2 separate regions of the Sus scrofa genome follow, and region 1 is linked to region 2. A link is a contact called in public Hi-C data. All regions are on one chromosome and are shown on one strand. Each heading gives the region's core, a stretch centred on a gene start, on an enhancer-like site or on the middle of the called end of the contact. The rest is flanking DNA. Distances are from core to core; before and after follow the strand shown. Region 1 overlaps ITGB5 (integrin subunit beta 5). Region 2 overlaps HEG1 (protein HEG homolog 1).

Region 1 (4,416 bases), core at 1,807-4,306, 230 kb before region 2:
CCCAGGTACCCCAAGTCCTCTTGGGGAGCCAGCAAAGACTGGCCAAGGGTGCTGAGGCTGCTGCCTAAGTCAAGGCCAGAACCACACTGCTGTCTGCCAGGCAGCCCGGAAGCTCGTACTCACGGGAGAGAACATCTACATGCCTGCAAAGATCCAGCCCAGGGAGGCTGCCCAGGGCCGCTCGGCACACTCACCGATGGTGTCCACCCGTGTGATCACCTCGTCCTTGCACAGGTTTTGGCAGGTCTGGTTGTCAGCTGAGCTTCCGGAGTGAAGCAGCAAACACTCGACACAATCTCTGTGGAAAGAGGCCGTGAACGTGGGGGTCAGATGCCGTGCAGCAGCTCCACCCAGGAAGCGAGCGCAGCCCCAGCCCTCTGGCAGGCCGCTGAAGGCTTTAACTTTCCCGTCTTCAGATGTTTGGCTTCAGGGACTGTTTCTGCTCAGCCCTTTCGGTTGCTATCATGCAGGGAAGCCCGAGGGTTCTTGGAGGAACATGAGTTGAGAGGCATATCTGGTCCACGTGTCAAGGTGCAGATGGGCGACCTTCGAAATTCTGATATCAGGAGACAAACCCGTCTGCACCCTGGAGCCTCAAATGCCTCACTAAGGAGTCTGAAAAAGTGTTCCCGGCCTCGAAGAGGGGTCCTTACACCCCCAGGACCCCAATTCCCAGGACCCCCCCCTGCCCGCCTGCGCATTCTTCTCTAGATGGGCTTTCAAGACAAAAGTATTGCCGCCTGGGTCCAGCCACACCCATGGACTCCTATCTCCAGGGCCAGACCCTGGGCTCCCGGGGCATCTGATTAAAGGGGAGGGCCAGCGGGAACCACTATCCTAGAGACTCCCAGGCCCTCGCCCCCTTCCCCCTCCCAGACAGAGCTCCAGCAAAGGAGCTAAGCTCGAAGGGTCTGTAAAGTTTCTGTGGAGGGAGAGAGGGTCCTGACCCCTCTGGGGGACTTTGGGGCTGTGGGAGCATAAATGGGATGGTGGGGACTCAACTCCAGGGAGAAGTGGGCTGGAACAGAACAACCTGCTGACAGTGGCCTTGCAGGGACTTTGCGAGATGATAGTGCCCGGTGGCCCACAAGGAGGGTGAGAACCCCCAAAACAGGGCCTCCTTGGGAAAACAGGGCAAGGGAAGCAAGAGCCAAGCATGCTGGGAGGGCCGCCACCTCCCTGCAGCGGTGCCCTGGCACCAGAGGGTGGCAGGTGGCCTCACAGAGCCTTGGCCAAGTGGGGGACAGCCGCCCTCCCTACCCCCCAGGCCTGCGGCGGCCAAGGGAGCTGTGTGTCTGGAAAGCTCTCTGGCAAAAACAGGGAGGGATATACAACCGCCAGGCATCACCTTCATTATGATCATGTTTAAGCCCCTCGGGACAAGGAGACCAGCTACTGCATGTCTGGGGCAGAAACCGTGCAGTGGTGCGTCAGGCCTGGAGGGAGCTGGGAGCCTTGTATTAAGTCGCTCTTCTTGTACAGGCAAGGGACATGAGAAATCAATGGTAGTGGGGTCCAGCACCCAGGTGCCCTGCCTCTCAGACAAGTCCCTCCCGAGGCCTTGCTCCACTTTCTGACCACAAAGGAGCAAAGAACGAGCAGATGGTGGAAAGAAAGTACAAAACCGTCTTACCGGGCTTGTAACATGCTTAAGAATTCAGAGTTTCTGTTGTGGCTCAGTGGTAACAAACCCGACTAGTATCCATGAGGACATGGGTTCGATCCCTGGCCTCGCTCAGTGGGTTAAGGATCCAGCGTTGCTGTGAGCTGTGGTGTATGTAGGCTGAAGATACGGCTCGGCTCTGGTGTTGCTGTGGCTGTGGCACAGGCTGGCAGCTGTAGCTCCGATTTGACCCCTAGCCTGGGAACCTCCATATGCCACAGGTGTGGCCCTAAAGATAAATACATAAAAATAAATTAAAAAATAATATGCTTAAGAATTCAACTATCCCAGAATTGGCCACAAAATCCCACTCTCCTGGGAAGGCTTTCACGGAAACATCTTGCGGTTACAAACAAGGTGGTAGTTTTTGCATTTCTCCCGAGGCCACAGCCCCAGTGGGCAGGGAACTGCGACCTGGCTAGGGACCAGGAAGGAGTGGCTCCAGCTCTGCTTATTCATGCTGATCTGCTGCCCCGCCACCACCACCAGGGATTAACACATTGCAAAGAAAGCTGGCTGCTGCCAGTCTCTGCTCCGATTCACCTTGCCCTCCATCTGCGCCCCCTGTTGTCATGAAACCACAAGGCCGCTTCCAGGGAACATGCCCTGATCATCCGTGCAGACATTATCAGTTTAACCTGTGTGCTCCACGTACTCGGTTGAAACTTGTGATATGTTGTGCTCATGTATTAAAATAAGCCTGGCCTTTAAACAAACAGGTTGCTGAGACAGACTTTGCTCAGGGAGCCTGTTAATTGAAATCAGCTGAGGCTGAACATGAACTCACCCAAGGTGAAGGGTATGTTTGGTTAGTTCGAGAAAGGACAGATTGGCTGCTCTCAAACCTCAGAGGAAAAACGGACAGAAAGGGAGTTCCCTTGTGGTGCAACAGGTTAAGGATCCGGCATGGTCACTGCAGCAGTGTGGGTCACTGCTGTGACATGACTTCAATCCCTGGTCTGGAAACTTCCACATGCCAAAGGTGTGGCCAAAAAAAAAACCCCAAAATGGACAGGAGACATTCCAAACCTGGTGGGTCTCAGCAAAGCAGCAAATAGAAACAGCTTGACATAAGGCACTATCAAAAAGACTTTGCTTAAAAAAAAAATTACAATGAGGCGGTAAATGAGACAGAGGGTCAGTGTGGCTCGGACACAAGAGGGAGTAAGGAGGTTCATTTACCGCGTCTCTCTGCTCCTTGCTCCTCTGGAATTGCTTAATGGATACCAAATCACCCAGTCCACGTCTCTAGCAAATGAACGCTTTAAACATTTAAGGGGAAGGCTATCTCCTCCGGGGCCTTTTAACTGACCCAAGCCAGTCCTCTACCGCCTTGTGCGCCAGAGGAAGGGAAGCAACGGGCTTTATCAGCTTTTATTAGTTCCATGTGTGTTGTCCTAGCTTGCCCTCCACCCCGCATCAACTTCCTCTACCCCAAGGACTGGAGCCTATACTCTGAAGGGTTCTGCGGCTGCGAGCTGTGGGGATGGCACCTCCCTCAGGCATTAACTGGCTGTGAGTCCAGGCTCAGATGTGATTCCACTGCTCTGTGGGCTCCAGATCCAGGATCCTCCGCTCCTCCGCTGGGTGGCTTCTATTTGGACTTCTGTTGTTTCTCTGCTCTTAGCAGGTCTACAGAGACTCTGTGTTCCCTCTCCCTTACCCTGCCTGGCCTCTTCTAATCACACAAAGTAAAATCTGGCCCTGTCTATCTTGTCTCTCCATCTGCAGCCAGCTTTCAATTACCCACGGCTGGATTATTGTGGCCGATGTCCAACCAGGGGTTCTGCCGCCCAGAGCATCTCTGAGTATGGATTGACCGGCAGCCGCGGCAGCTCAGGGAGTACAGACTCCTCTCATTATGAACCCGAGCCAGGCATTTGGAAGGGCCATCTGCCAAAAAAATTGCACATTTGTGTCTCCCAGCCAAAGGGAAACAACGTCTGTATTATTATTTGTTTCTAGTTATCTGTGCCCCTCCCTCCTGGCCCCTTCGTGCTCGGATGGTGACGGCACAGCTGCTTTTTTGGCGGAATTCAACAGAAACTGTCACTCTTGCTTTCCGAGGACATCACTCCTGGATGTCTTCAATGCCCTCCTCTCATGCACACCCAGGCAGACTGGCAGAGCTGTGGGGAGGTCCACAGGGGAACGTGACCCCATGGCTGAGTCGGGGAAGGCCTGGAGCCTGCGTCTGGACAAGCTCTGCATTCAGCAGCGGCACAGAGACCCGCTCCATTATCTGTACAAATGGAGCAGAAAATTCAAAAGCCACTGCAGTTGGTTCCTGGCATGCCTTATCTAGGTCGGGTGCCCTCCCATCCAATTTACCTTCTGACTATGGTTTGTTTAAAGCAGCCTTTCCCATGTGAGTGGCTTGTGAAACCATGTTGGGAGATGTTAATGGTGGGGGAGGGCAGGAAGCAAATTCATTTGGAAAACAAGATGCATGGGGGGAATCCCTTTTGAAATACGCAGTGGCCCAATAAAGGCTCAAGAAGATGCTATGTTGGTACCAGAATCAGTTTAACTGCCTTTAACTCAGTGGTTCTGAACTTGCTTAGGAACAGAGTAAGAGTCTTGTTTTGCTGCTGCTGTTGCTCTTTTTTTTTTTTTTTTTTTTTTTTGCCATTTCTTGGGCCGCTCCCACGGCATATGGAGGTTCCCAGGCTAGGGGTCAAATCAGAGCTGTAGCCACCAGCCTACACCAGAGCCACAGCAACGTGGGATCCGAGCCGCATCTGCAACCTACC
Region 2 (4,825 bases), core at 809-3,308:
CCACTGCTGTCCAAGATGTCTAGAGCCAAGTTCACTACCATCTGCTCATCCACATGCCTGTCACCTCTCCACTGCTAAATACTTCAGGCAACTTCTTCCATCTTCATTTGTTTCTTAATTTTCTCATTTAAAGTGCACAAGGCAGGGAGTTCCCATTGTGGCTCAGTGGTAGCAAAGCTGACCAGTATCCATGAGGATGCAGGTTCAAACCCTGGCCTCACTCAGTGGGTTGATGATACGGTGTTGCCATGAGCTGTGGTGTAGGTTGCAGATGTGGCTTGGATCCTGCAGTGCTGTGTTTGTGGCTGCGGCCAGCCGCTGATTTCACCCCTAGCCTGGGAACTTCCATATGCCATGGGTGTGGCCCTTAAAAGACCAAAAAAAAAAGGGGGGGGGGCACAAGGCAATGGTTTTTAGTACAGAGTTGCACAACCATCATCATAATCAGTTTTAGAACAAACAATTGCATCATTCCAGAAAGAAATCTCACATTGCTTAGCCATTACTCTCCAGTTCATCCCCCGCCCACCCTGCCCTAGGCAACCGCTAATCTACTTTCTATTTCATTTGTCTAGTTTGGTCATTTCAAATAAACGGAACCATACACGTGGTCTTTTGTGACTGGCTTAATTCACATAGCATACTATTTTTAAGGTTCATGCAGGTTTTATAGTGTGTTTCATTATTTTATTCCTTTTTAGGGTGAATAACATTCCATCACATGGATATATCACATTTTCTCTAGCTATCCATCAGTTGACAGATAATGGGTTCTTTTTCGCCTTTTGGCTATCACAAACAATGCTGCTATGAACACTTCTGTACAAGTTTCTCTGTGGACATAGCTTGCCATTCCTGGTGGAAGTGCTGGGTCAAATGGTAATTCTGCTTAACTTTCTGAGCAACTGCCAGACCTTTTTCAAAGTGGCTACAGCAGTTCACGTTTCCACCAGCCGTGACGAGTGTTCTCATTTTCCCACATTCTCCCCAATACTTGCTGTTTTCTGGGTTTTGTTTATTTTTAATAAACATTCTAGTGGGTGTGAAATGGTTTCCAATGTGGATTGTGATTGCCTTTCCCTGATGACTAATGATGTTGAAGCTCTTTTCATATGTTTACTGGCTATTTGCCTATCTTCTTTGGAGAAATGTCTATTCAAGTTTTTTACCTACTTTTAAATGGAGTTACTTTTTTATTACTGTGAATAAGAATTCTTTATATGTTCTAGAGTCCAGTCTAGAGTCATAAGCCTAGATTCATAAATTCGTACTTTCTCCCCTTCTGTGGGTTGTCTTTTCTCACTTTCTTGAGAGTGTGCTTTGAAGCAGACAAGTTTTCAATTTTGATAAAATGCAATCTGTCTCTTTTTTCTTCTGTGGCTTGTGTTTGGGGTATTCTTTTTTAGTAGAAATCCCATTTCCTGTCCTTTTCTTTCCCTGATGGCACTACCTATCATGGTTTTTCATGGTTCAGTCATACCTTACGGTTTAATCCTGTAAACCACCCCAGACATTCTTGAAAAGGGAAAAAATGGGGATGCCTGGTACTCACCGGCAGCAGGTAACAATCAGCGCGATGCCCAGAATGAGCAGAAGCCCACCTCCCGCTGCGGCGATCACCACGGTGATGAGCTGATAAGCTAAACAGGTTTAGAAAGGAAAACAGTGGATGGCTAAGAGGTCATGAATGAATAAAGGAATTAAAACAAACAGTCAAATGGTCCCTTTCCTACCCCGTGGCTACCCTGGTGCCTCAGCTGGTGACCCCCTTTTTATTTGCTGGGCCCCCAGGAAGGGCTGCTTGGAGTCAGCTCTGCCTTTTCTCAGTTGAAGGGGAGCAGAATGAGCCACCTCAAAATGTGCCCCTTAGATAGATATATTATTTTGAGCTGATATTTTGAGAAACTGCAGACACTGGAGAAGCTCTGAAAACTGAGTATTCCTTACCCTTTTGTACGGGAAATTTACGTATTAGAAAGAAGCCCGTACCAGGAAGAGAGCTGATACCAGAGATAACGTGTTTACCTAAGAGACACACCTGCCTGGCACGCAACGTTTGTCTCCCCACCATTTCCTCTTCTTACTTCCCTGTGACCCATCTTTTCCCGTTTGAAGCCCTAGACCTCTAGCCCTTTTCTCGGCTCAGAGGGGTGGGTGGGTGGATAAGTTTCAGTCATCTGGCTGCCTTGAGTCTCACATTTTTGTGGTTTCCCATGTGTACGCATGCAATTAAAATGTTTTTTTTTCCTCCTGTTATTCTGGGTTTTACAGCGGAGTGGGGTGGGGGTGAGGTCCTCAGCCAAGAATCTAGAAGGTAGAGGAAAAATGATCCTCACCCCCCCAACACTACTTTGAGATGAGTTTTCCTTTCTCAGCCACGCCTAGAATGAGAGCTCCCAAATGCCACCTGCAGATCCACCTGAGGACCCTGTCACCAAGCCACACTCAGAAGAGAAAAATAAAAGAGATGCAGGCATTTTCAAAAACTAACAGGGGGCTTTTCCCCCCCTGTTTTAATACTAAGATTTGGTTCTTCCTACTTTTTGTTCTTCACTTAATATAGGGGCATTTTACTATTTGTAAATTATGCCTCCAGTAAAACTGTGTTTTAGAAAGTAATTGGGGGAAAAAGAGAATATTTTCTTGACTACTTTCCACCTTTTGGTGTTAACTTTTTTTTTTTTAATTTTTCTGTTTTTTGTTTGTTTGTTTGTTTTCCTTTGGCAGCCCCTGAGGCATATGGAAATTCCTGGGCCAGTGATTGAATCTGAGCCAGAGTTGCAACCTACTCTGCAGCAACGCAGGATCCTGAACCCACTGCATTGGGCTGGGGATCAAACTGGTGCCTCCGGAGACAAGTGGATCATTAACCCACTTAACCACAGTGGGAATTCCTAATTTTTTTAATTGATGGTGACAGCAGATATAACATTTTCAAAAATTTGGTTTCAGGTTCTTACTTGATAAAATAAAAAGGAGGCAACCCTAAACTAAATTCCCTAATTTTATAAGAACTATTACCCAGAGTCTGGGAATCACTGCATAACCCACTCTGGCACTGGGTAGTCTCAACACAGACACACTGAATTTAATTACCAGAAATTAGCAGTCATATGAGCAAGCACATATCATATATAATAAACAATGTGAAAATTTAAATGAATTGGTTTTATACCTATGCATTTCTGGAAAAATCATATTTTAAAAAAACTCTGTTAAATATTATGGTCAATTTCTTGCTGTGAAAATATAATTAAAATCATGCTCTCAGGTTGTAAGGTCCAGGATGAAAAAGAGGGGGGTGGCAATAACCAGGCTTTCTATGGTAAGTTAGGATGGAACTGTGCTCTCAAGGTATTCAGGTTAAATCAAGGATAGTGCACAGAGGTTGTGAGCAAAGAGCAAATCCAGGTCATGCAACCATTTGCATGTCCCTTCTTGAAATAAACAGCACAGAAATCTGATTACTATGAAAAACCATCAGCATTAAGATGTACAGGAAACAAAGCCAAACCAGGGAATGAGTTAATTCTCTCCCTCACCTCCTGACACACGTATTCAAGCTTCCCTTTTTAAAAAAGTGAGGACAAAAGACCAACCTCTTGAATTTGTCGACTTCCCTTTATCTCCACCAACGCCACCCGCAGCCACCATCTACTCCTGACTGGACAAGCGTAATCACTTCTCCACTGGTTTTCCTGCACCCAGTCTTGCCCACTCACGTCAAAAACCAAAGCCGATCATGCCATTTTCCACTTCAAAACAAAAACAACAACAACAACAAAACACCCCACAACCTACAGTGACTCCCTTTGTTCCTAACTGGAGATCCAAGGCTGGTTCCTGCTCATCTCTCCACACCAAGTTCATGTTTTCTCATTTCCAGCATACAGGCAAGTGCTCATTTTATTCTGTTTTCACCACCCTGAGACATAAGGAGTGTCCAAGCCAGGGATCAGATCTGAGTGACCTATACCACAAATGCCGGCTCCTTAACGTGCTGGGATGGGGATTGAACATGTGTCCCAGAGACACCGTAGATCATGTGCGCAGGCACTTATTTATTTATTTATTTATTTGGTCTTTTTTGCCATTTCTTGGGCTGCTCCTGCAGCATATGGAGGTTCCCAGGCTAGGGATCGAATCGGAGCTGTAGCCACCGGCCTACACCAGAGCCACAGCAACGCGGGATCCGAGCCACGTCTGCAACCTATACCACAGCTCACGGCAATGCCGGATCCTTAACCCACTGAGCCAGGCCAGGGATCGAACCCGCAACCTCATGGTTCCTCGTCGGATTCGTTTACCACTGAGCCACGACGGGAACTCCAAGGCGCTTATTTTAAAAGCAATCCTGGGAGTTCCCGTCGTGGCGCAGTGGTTAACGAATCCGACGAGGAACCATGAGGTTGCGGGTTCGATCCCTGCCCTTGCTCAGTGGGTTAAAGATTCGGCGTTGCCGTGAACTGTGGTGTAGGTTGCAGACGCGGCTCGGATCCCTCGTTGCTGTGGCTCTGGCGTAGGCCAGTGGCTACAGCTCCGATTAGACCCCTAGCCTGGGAACCTCCATATGCCGCGGGAGCGGCCCAAAGAAATAGCAAAAAAGACAAAAAAATAAAATAAAATAAAATAAAATAAAATAAAATAAAATAAAATAAAATAAAAGCAATCCTGGCAAGGGGCTGCAGCTGTGGCAGCTTCCACTCTAAAAAAAGCACCTTTGTCTAAAAAGAAGCAAAGGCAGGATGTCGGCCAGTGCTTCCTAAACTATCCATGGTCAAGGACTGGTTTTTCTTTGCCTGTGCTTTTGGACAGTCTTTTTAAA

What was found. Hi-C and Micro-C count contacts between places; a contact is called where the count stands out from the background.
Region 1: a contact with region 2 is called in a Hi-C map of retroperitoneal adipose tissue, with 2.2 times the contacts expected there. The contact joins two enhancer-like sites. A contact is called at or near these places in 10 of 47 Hi-C or Micro-C datasets (embryonic fibroblasts, fetal heart ventricle, heart right ventricle and 5 more) and 1 of 2 datasets of contacts at active chromatin or transcription factors (skeletal muscle).

The regions. Positions count from the first base shown.
Region 1 is chr13:135,578,026-135,582,441 of Sscrofa11.1, reverse strand. It overlaps ITGB5 (integrin subunit beta 5), which reads right to left. Exons shown (of 15, transcript NM_001246669.1): 12 at 195-298. Among named protein-coding and RNA genes, the nearest start is that of UMPS, 70 kb to the left of the region's middle. Within about 2 kb of position 3,056, at least 40 of the 83 cell types and tissues checked have an H3K27ac peak or open chromatin away from gene starts, as enhancers often do. A contact at or near this core is called in retroperitoneal adipose tissue, where this site is marked.
Region 2 is chr13:135,344,599-135,349,423 of Sscrofa11.1, reverse strand. It overlaps HEG1 (protein HEG homolog 1), which reads right to left. Exons shown (of 17, transcript XM_021070219.1): 15 at 1,553-1,640. Among named protein-coding and RNA genes, the nearest start is that of MUC13, 70 kb to the left of the region's middle. Within about 2 kb of position 2,058, at least 13 of the 83 cell types and tissues checked have an H3K27ac peak or open chromatin away from gene starts, as enhancers often do. A contact at or near this core is called in retroperitoneal adipose tissue, where this site is marked.